2 separate regions of the Canis lupus genome follow, and region 1 is linked to region 2. A link is a contact called in public Hi-C data. All regions are on one chromosome and are shown on one strand. The core of a region is the stretch at or near the end of the contact, and the rest is flanking DNA. Distances in the headings are between cores, read along the strand shown.

Region 1 (4,719 bases), core at 90-2,589, 190 kb before region 2:
GAGAATGACAAACTCAGAGGATGTATATAGAAAGAATACTCAAACAGCTATTTTATTTCTTGGTGATAGGACTTGGTGTGATTTTGGTTTTGTCTCTTTGCTTATTCATAAGTTTGTGGCAGTAAAATATAAAATAAACACTGACTAGGTGACATTTAGAATTTTATTTTGATGTCTCTACTATGCACATCTTGGTGTTGATATAAAACTGGTTATATTTACCACCATGATTAATTCTAGACATTTTGCCCTCCACCCATCTCTGTTGAACTATTCTTACCCTGCTCAGGACCTTTTAATAAAGATGGTTGCTATCTGACCAGTTGGATCAATTAATTTATTTATTCTGTCACTGTTTATAATTAGGCTTCATAAACTAATACTTGTCATTGATATTTATGATTCTATTTTTTTCAAGGTTCATTGAATCATTAATTAGTCTATCTTTGCAGTGTGTTTTCCCATTTCCTGAGCCATGAGATTTCAGTTTACCTTGTCTTTGAGCCTTATCTCCTCAAAGCAACATAGTGATTCAGTTCAACAGTTATTTCTTATGTACCAACGAGGTACAGAACATGACACCAGGAAGGGTGGGAATGGCACCAACGATTAAGACAGAGCAGCACAAAGTCTAGGGATCAAGAAAACCCAGGCATAAGTAACCACAATGAAATGATTTCGAAAGCAGCATATGAGCACCCATGCCAACTCCTGGATCTATCCTGCATCTGCCAAATTCTTGCAAAATGCTCATTTGCATCATTCTTGTTAAAATATCACAAGTTGGAAATGTCACAAAATGAGAAAGTGTGATATCATACATCTCTAATAGATATAAATGCTCAGAAAAGAGGGACCTGGGTGCATTTTGATGGTGATTTCTTAAGTAAAATCCAATCTATTCACTACGGAGCCAAATTAGATAAATGATCTCTTTGTGTCCAAATTCACTGACTTCTCACCAAGCTTACACCCTCAAGATTCTAACCACATACCCATTTTGTTTATTTTGCAAGTGAGCAAATGGGAACACTGACAGGAGCTACTTCTTTGTCTTTTTTGCCCAGAAGTCCATGTTGAAGTCCACCTTAGGTGACAGGGTGCCTGCTTAGGGGGTGGGGTCAGATCCTTCAGCTATTTCCCCAACTGCAGGATTCTCCCCACTACAGTTAGACCTTAGAGTCTGAACTTGGATGTGTGATGGGCTCCCTAGGCAGAGTTGTCTCCATCTGCTGCCACACCATTGAGTAGATGAGAGAACGAGGCTTCATGTTTGTCACTGCTGCCTCTCACATGTGTGATGATGATCGGTATCTGGTTGCCTTAGAGACTGTCAGAACTGGCATCTCTGTTTATCTGTAGAACACTTGGTGGTTTCTCAAAACAGGTGTGGCCTGGTTGAGCATAGCATAGCCACAATTTTTTTTTTTTTTGAGAAGTTGCTTTGACTCTGGTGGCTTTTACCAACTTTCCGAATGTCACTCAGTCTGCCTCAAAGGCTATTTGTCAAAGTTGCTAGCGAACTAGTCTCTTACCTGTTTTTTTTTCCTCTGTATTTTAAGAGATGCAATACTAGATAGATAAAAAGCTTATTGAAGCAAAAATTGGTTCAAAGAGACAATTGTGTACTAGTTGTGGCCTGTACATTGACAACTGGTTCTGGCCCTCTTGCTGGTGGTGTGGCTTCTGAGGTAAATTACATGAAGAAAACCAGTTCTCATTTGGTAAACTCCAGTGGGTTACAGAGCTGAGGGAACGATGCTATCTCCAACCACCATATATATAGCCCCATTGCTATGGAGCTTATGACCAGTAAAGGTATTGAAAGTATGTTAATATTGGGTCAGGATAAGTAGGGAAACAGACACCATCCAGCCGTGGACATGTCAGTAAAAAGGCGGATGGATGAGTGGATAGGTAGGGGTTGTTCCAAGCAAGAAACTAGAAAGGGCCTAAAAATAGTGAATTGGAAAGTGTGGGAGAAGCTGAGTGTATTTTGCTAGAGAGGAGATGTTTCAAGAAAGCCATGAGGGCTGAATTCACATATTGGGAAGAGGGTGTAAATGCATAAGTAACCATATTCATTATGGTGCCAGAGAGCAGAACTGGGTCAAAAACTGGGATAGAATTCAATCCCATGGAGGCAAGACCTACTACTCACAAGATCCCAGTTAGTAATAGTGCAATGGCTGCCGCAAGACACACAGAAATTCCAATCTCTAGAGCGAAGTCTTGCTGTGGGAGGATTACTATATGAGGAGCCAGATTGGATTAGACCTGCAAGGTCCCTTCCAAATGTAAGATGCTATCTTTTTTTTTTTTTTTTTACTTCTTTTTTTTTTTTTTTTTTTGGTGTTCAATTTACTAACATACAGAATAACACCCAGTGCAAGACACATCCACGAAGGCAAAAGAAACAAAAGCAAAAATGAACTATTGGGACTTCATCAAGATAAGAAGCTTTTGCACAGCAAAGGATACAGTCAACAAAACTCAAAGACAACCTACAGAATGGGAGAAGATATTTGCAAATGACATATCAGATAAAGGGCTAGTTTCCAAGATCTATAAAGAACTTCTTAAACTCAACACCAAAGAAACAAACAATCCAATCATGAAATGGGCAAAAGACATGAACAGAAATCTCACAGAGGAAGACATAGACATGTAAGATGCTATCTGTCTAATTAATTGCCACTTATAGTCTTAGGTGTCACCTTGGGCTCTCGTCTCTGTGTCATTGAAATTTAGATTTGCTTCTCCTTAACTGTTAGATAATCAAGTGGATTCACATCTTTAAATCAGCAATCAGTGGGTATAGGAGACTAGACACATTCCAGGACCTTAAGCCTGATTAATTAGTGCCCCCAGAGCCTTGGTTTAGGAAGAGCTGGGAGATCGTGAGGCCAGTCAGAGGTGAGTGCTACTACCATGTGAAATCAGCCAGGTCTCCATCTCTATTTGCCTCCTTGAAGGAAAAAAAAAAAAAATTCCTTCTTTCTGGGGGTTTGTGTTTGGGGATGCTTTGATCTTTAGGGGGGGGGGGGCGGGTTGTTTCTTTGATTTTTGGCCTGGTATTCTGAAATGCATCATAATAAACACTTGGGTGGCCAACCCACTTTTATCTCCCTTACTTGTAAGAGTGAGAAAAGCATACCATCTACAGTCAAGTTTTGGTTTCAGCTCAGTCCCTGTGAGCTGTGTGGCCTTGTGCATGCTGCTTCACTTTTGGGGGGCCTCCATTTTCTCATATCTGAAATGGAGTCAGCGCTGTTTTACAAACTTAGAGGAATCAAAGGAGAAAGTACGTGTGAACGTACTTGAAAGGCTTTGAAGTGCCTTTTTCAAAATTTAGCTAGAGTTAGTCACTTTTTTTATCTGTATGTTATAGTTACTGTAGAATATAAAAAGCACATTTTTCACTCTGTAGTAGACATTAGAGGCAACATTTCTTGATCTTCCAGTAAGTTCCATGGGAGAGCAAATGATTGATGAGAACCATCACTTTGAGTCTACTCCTGTAAGTGAAACAGAGCATGAGGTCAGCAACAGGAAAATTATGTCTTCCTCAAATTCTCAAGTCTGGTTGGCATAGATGAGTGAACAGACAGGTAGCAGGGACTCTTGGGGATGATTAAGTAAGCCTAACAACTGAGGCAATAAACCCAGAAATTCACAGGGAATGTAAATTCCATGGAGTTTATGGAGAATGATGCTTCAATCATTTGTGGTTATTAATTATGAAGACCTGACATCTCATCAACATTTCTGCTTTAAGAGAAAAATGTCCATTGACAGTGCCTCCAATGCCAAGCAGCAGGAAGAAACTTCCTGGTAGAAGAGAGAAATATTTCACAGAGCAGGATTTAGCAGAGCTTTTCCCATCTTGGTAGAAATAAACTGTGTGTCCATATCGTATTAGTAATCTCTGTGGGTCAATAGTTTTTTTGTTTGCTTCAAGCCTTTCCTGCATAACATTGAGTCTGTATTTTTTTGTTTGCTTTACACACAATTGGGAGAAAATATGTAGCCACAAAACTTCACTCTATTTTCAAAAGTGCAGACAGAATGTTACACTTCTAAATTGTGGCAACGGGGTGAGACACGCCCTGAAGACAGAGAGCTTTACACCTTCACAAGAAAACAGAGAAACCAAGATATTTTGTCATAACCTGTACATACCAAGAAAAATGTGTCCCAACTTGGAAAGTCGATCTTGGGGGTCAGCGGGACCACACCATGACAAAACCGAGATGTTGGTTTGTCCTCATTCACTTTCTCCCTTCTTCCCCAGGGAACACCTGAGACTTTGAGCTTCTTCACACAACACAGAGTTTCACACAGGCACCTTCCATCTCTAGCTGTTTTCAATACTTCAGGCTCAAACAGCTCCTGACATCAGATGCTTCCCCAAGAATCTCTCTGTCATCCATTCTGGGAGGGCACAGTTCTCTGGCCATAGGAACCAGGCCTGACAAATCCACTTTCCTTAAACCTTGATTGTGACAACATTTTAGGTACCTGCTTTGTGTTCAAAATGTGAACTTCTGGAGACACAGTCTTACTATGGGGAAAGGCCTGGATTTTAGTTGCAGAGGTAATATGCCTAAGGGCATGCTGACAGAAGAGATTAATTGCCAGCAAAATTCTGGGACCTGTAAAACCAGACCAGGCAGAGAAAGCTGCCCACCTTGTCCAGGCATGGAGTCAGTGCTGGGG
Region 2 (5,137 bases), core at 297-2,796:
GAGCTCCATGGGTTACTGGCACCGCCTACCCAGTCCACTGGCACGTTTGTTAAGTTTTTTATTATCATAACGAATGAAAGAATTGTCTTTTCCAGAAATTCACATGAAGAAACTCAAGAAAACAGCCTACAACCAGAATGCAATAGCCTCTTTTTAACAGAAAAAAGGAAATGTTGTGGCATCTCATAAAAAGGTGCTTGCTTAGACCAGCTACCCCTCTTAATGGTCATCCCACTTCTTTGTGAGGCAAACCCACCACCAGCCTAAGAAAGAGAAGTCATCTTTTCGTGAAGAACACCCCACCACGGCACCAGTATGTAGGCAGTATTTATGTTCCAATCTCTCTCTGAAACGATTCTATCTCTATCAGTCACTTTTTTATTTGGCACGGAGGGCACGGAGACTGGAGTTTCCACAAGCAGGAGAGCCGAGTTTCCAAGGAGCCCCAAGAAGCAAGGGCACTAAACTAGGCCATAACCACCCTCTGGCAGCCTCTCAAACATGAGCCAAATGTAACTCTGTTGAGAGTTGCGGTTTATAGCAGTAGGCTGCTTTCATTTTAGCTCTATTTCACAATCCTGGAGCTGGGAACCTTCGTTTACGGGTATTCTCTCCAAAAATGGGTTGAATCCAACTGGATTAGGCACTCAGTTAGGCTACTGTGCTCCTGCAGGGAAGCATGTGTCCTCTCAGACGTCCACTGGCCAGCTTCTCTGTGACAGGTCTCAGAGCACGGCCCTTCCAGAGCCATCTGACTCCCCCAAACAGACCTCAGAGCACTCTACATAGCAGACGGGGTGGCCCCACAGCAACCCGCTGGACAGACTGGCACAAAGACAGTACTCAGAGTCCAAAGACATGGGACACAGAAGCACTTTGTACGCTACCATGCAGTACACGGGCACCAGGATGATTGCTACTAGTAATCAGCTAGCGGTGAGGCCTTGGGTCTAGCCAACCACACCACGTCAGACGCGGTCGGCCCCCAGAAGATGTCAGGTCTGCAGGACTCCTCACGTGCCAAAGCAGCCGTGAACAACGAGGTCTTCCTCTCCAGTGCACATGGCCAGGTTGTTGCAAGGGACAGGCCGCGAGGTCAGAAAGAAACACCTCGTGCCCCTTGGAGCGGGTCACTGCCTGGTCCACAGTCACAGACGTGGGGTTGGAAGGATGGTCAGGACCAAAACCCAGAACCAACAGAAGGGGCCGGAGGAGGGACAATCCCACGAAAGCCAAGCCAGACGCGACTTAAAAACAAGGAGACAGCAGAGCTACCCAAGTAACGCCGGGGATGAGCCCAGCCCTCAGACCCGGCCTCATCACCTAGATGTACAGAAAGCCCCAAGAGAAAGAAAGTCATTTTGTTGCTTTGACCTGCCCGAGAGAAAAAAAAAAAAAAAAAGATACACATACATGTGTGTATATATTTAAATAGACTTGTATCCAAAAATAAAAAAGTCAGAAAGGGGAAGGCAAAACTGGTCCCACCCATCCCCTTCGGTCTGAACACAAACACCCTGGGGCCCTGAGAAGGAAGATTGCAGGTTCAGATTTTGCTAGGGACTTTCCCTCTGCTCATCCTAGGGCCTGCTGGGAGGAAGCGTGAGGCTGACACTCGAAGAAGACGACAATGTGTATGGCCCCCAGTGCCTGTACAGTGATTCTTCAAAGTAAAGATGTCTTTGGGCTCCCTCCTGAGAGACTCAGAAGAGGCAGCAGGGTCAGCGCTGAGCAGAAACCACTACGGGGCCGGCCAAGCCTGCCTTCTGTGACCAAACGCCTCAGCGCTGCTCACATGAGCTTCCCCTGTTCCTCTTCCTGTTCATAGCTTTTTCCCCTAGATCCACTGGAAAAGTCTTTTTTTTTTTTTATTTCAACTCTCTAGAAATCGGCTAGTTCTTCCTCGATGAACGAATCCCTCCTTACAGAGGACTGCACTTTTCTCAGACACAAAACAATCTGGACATCTGTTCAGGCGGGCTGCGCCTCTGAGCGTTCATGTCCTGATCTTAAATTTGGGTGTACCTACCCTTTTGGTTTTTGTTTTTTTTTCTTTGCTTTATAAAGTCAGTCAGTTCTATTTTGAAACGCTTACTTCACTGTCAGTGAATATTTTACCATTGTCATAATAGTCATGTCAACAAGAGTACCTTCTTTTGGAAGCCTCTGGCCACCTCTTTCCCTGGTCCTCCAGCTAAATACACACTTTCACCACACTGCTGATGACCGGTTCCAAATAAACCGTTGGTTAACCATCTTGTATCTTCCCAAACCAAAGAAGTCACAGGAGGCTAGAGAGCCCAGGCTGGGAAGCAGAGGTCACCCAGATACCAAGCCGGGGTCTGCAGTCTGCCGTGGGATTACTCTGGGAGGATCACTAGGATGCATGGGAAGCTAAGGGCTTTCGAGGAGGGTCACCTGAACCATTTGTGTCTTCCCCAAGCAAAATGCTCTCAAAGAAGATAAATCATACCTTAAAAAAACAACCATCTTCAACTAGACTTACCATTTAATAAAATGTTTTACCCAAATAGTTCCAAGTCCACCATGGACACATGGTCTTTGCCATCACGGTAGACTTGGCTAAACTTCCATGTTGGAAAGCTCTTAGAATCTAGACATTCTAATGGAAAGGCTGAAACTCAGGGCCCGTGGCAAAGGAAAAAAGATGGGGCCTGAAAAACTCACAGTCAGGTAATTCTTGGAAACCCAAGAGCTCCTAGAGAAGAAATCTGACCTACCACGACTGGTCCTCCCCATGCACATGTTGTCTGGGGTTACAACTTCTTGTTTGATGGCAAAGTAGTCAGTCTGCAAGGTGTCTGTCTGCAGAGGGTCCCGGAGAATGACCGAGGGGTAGTCGTTCTCATACTTGAGGGAGAGGAGTTCCTCCGAGCTGATGGGATGGAGTGTCTGGTAGGACTCTGTGATGAAGCTAGGCTCTGAGAACTCCGAGGGAGGAACGCACTGAGCATGCTCGATACCATAACCTGGAAACAGAACATGTGCCGTTGGAGAGAGGGCCAATTTGTACCCAAAATAAATAGGCGGGTCTTCACCATTCACAACAGCCCCACAAGATGAAAACAAACTCTGCCTTAGAGAATGAAAGGAACATATTTTCAGTGAGAAGGGCCTGGGTGTTTAACCTTGCTCCACTACTTAACAAGATACTTCCTTGACAAGATAACTTCCCTTTTCTGGCTTAATTTACACATCTCTAAAATAGGGATGATTGCAATCTCCCTCAGAGCGTTGTGATGAAGAGCAAATGAGGGCATATGTGTAAAAGGCCTACCGATACCTCTGGCACATGATAAACTCTTGGCATCTCAGTACTTAATATCATTGGTGTTATTAGAATAAAAATCATAATAAAGTAAAAGGGTAAAATGAAAACAAACCTGCTCAAGACTCCGTTTGAAAGCAAGGCCACTGGATAAGAACAGCCCTACCCTAATGCTCTTCTGGCCACCTCTCCAGTATAGTTACGTATCACCTATTAGAAGGGAGAAGGCTTTGTTTTCTGTAATGGAATCTGAAGCTACATGGCACAGTCTCGAGGAATGATCGGAGGCAATGTTGTCATAGCTACTAGTAAAAGGGAAAGAACAAGAGCCACAACCAAATCCCTAACCCAAACCTCTGATGGCCACCAGGGCACACAGCATCAAGTAAGATCAAAGTTCAGGGGTCAAGGGATCCCTGGGTGGCGCAGCGGTTTGGCGCCTGCCTTTGGCCCAGGGCGCGATCCTGGAGATCCGGGATCGAATCCCACATCGGGCTCCCGGTGCATGGAGCCTGCTTCTCCCTCTGCCTGTGTCTCTGCGCCTCTCTCTCTCTCTGTGACTATCATAAATAAATAAAAATTAAAAAAAAAAAAATTTAAAAAACAAAGTTCAGGGGTCAAGTCATGGGCCCCCCCACATGGTTTTCCTGCTGAAGGTATCAGGAGAGATCCTGGTGTGTAGTTAATAAACATATCAACATGTAGCTAGGTTGAAGCCTCGTGCCTCGTGGAGATAACAAAATAAGTGACAAAGAGGCTACATTTAAGCCAATATTATTTTCCGGAGAATCACCACGAAACAGCCTGAGAGCATCTGGGTCAGGAATCCTCTCCTAGGTTCTCACCATAGCAAGCCAAACGAGAGAAGAGTGGAAGAGGAACTTACTAATGAAGTAATCCGAGGTATAGCGGGATTCTGGATAGGTAGGGTTGACTCCATTCACTTGATACGGTTTCACATCCTCTGTAACAGACGGGGCAGGGAACCAAACGAAAAGGTCAACATGCAAGTAACGTTTGGCCTACGAGGACCTTGGACACAAGGGCCGCAGTGATCTCAGTCCCTCTAAGAAATCGGCATTTTCATTAACTGAGCTGGTGTCTGAGTCTACCCTGACTGGGGCCTTGTCTAGAGATGAGATCACAAAAGTATGGCTAAGTCTATTATTTCAGTAGCTGCAAAATGGGATTTAATATCTTGGAAGCAGCACCAGTGAGTAATCTCTAAGGGTTGGGAAGGCATCCCACCCTCATTCTGATGCACGCATGTAACACATTACCATCAGAGGCTTCAAGACATCTGGGGAAGCTACCCCAAATCGGTCCCCAACGCTCAAACTGATCGGTTCCAAAATTTTTTCAGAAATATATTACAATCTTTAGGTAGGTAGATTTTATAGCCTCCACTTCTTCCAAAAGCTGTCTAGTTTTTGGGTTGTTTTTTTTTCCATCACCCCCAGATTTCAAGGGGTAGGCCCAGAGAAGAACAGGAATACTGGGAAGGTGACAAGTTGGTGGATATGGCTGGGCTCACGCAGAGACAGAGGACAGTATCACCAACTGCTGTTGGCAACCAGGTGCCACCTCCTCTTGGAATGAGAAAGGAATGGAGCACAGACAGGCCCTCCGCGGAATTAAGGTGAGCTCGAGGATCCTCTCATCACCCTGGAGCCCAATGGGTGTGACCTTGACCATTGTATGGAGTGGTCTGATTCTATTTCACTGCAAATCAGACATAAAGAGGGAGTGTTGGCTTGGGTTTTTTTTTTTTTTTCCTCGGGTATCTGATAGCTCATTGGGAGCAGAGATTGCTGGGAAAACAAGTTTATGCCTGCACAGAAAAACAGT

Evidence for each region. A called contact is a pair of places that touch in the nucleus more often than the background predicts.
Region 1: a Hi-C map of blood shows a contact between it and region 2, with 2.9 times the contacts expected there. The contact joins two enhancer-like sites. A contact is called at or near these places in 2 of 9 Hi-C or Micro-C datasets (both in blood).

The regions. Positions count from the first base shown.
Region 1 is chr5:6,371,086-6,375,804 of UU_Cfam_GSD_1.0, reverse strand. No RefSeq gene overlaps it. Among named protein-coding and RNA genes, the nearest start is that of ETS1, 290 kb to the right of the region's middle. Within about 2 kb of position 1,339, at least 2 of the 20 cell types and tissues checked have an H3K27ac peak or open chromatin away from gene starts, as enhancers often do. A contact at or near this core is called in blood, where this site is marked.
Region 2 is chr5:6,185,425-6,190,561 of UU_Cfam_GSD_1.0, reverse strand. ETS1 (protein C-ets-1) reads right to left here. Exons shown (of 10, transcript XM_038535669.1): 7 at 4,176-4,253; 8 at 2,742-2,990. Among named protein-coding and RNA genes, the nearest start is that of ETS1, 100 kb to the right of the region's middle. Within about 2 kb of position 1,546, at least 4 of the 20 cell types and tissues checked have an H3K27ac peak or open chromatin away from gene starts, as enhancers often do. A contact at or near this core is called in blood, where this site is marked.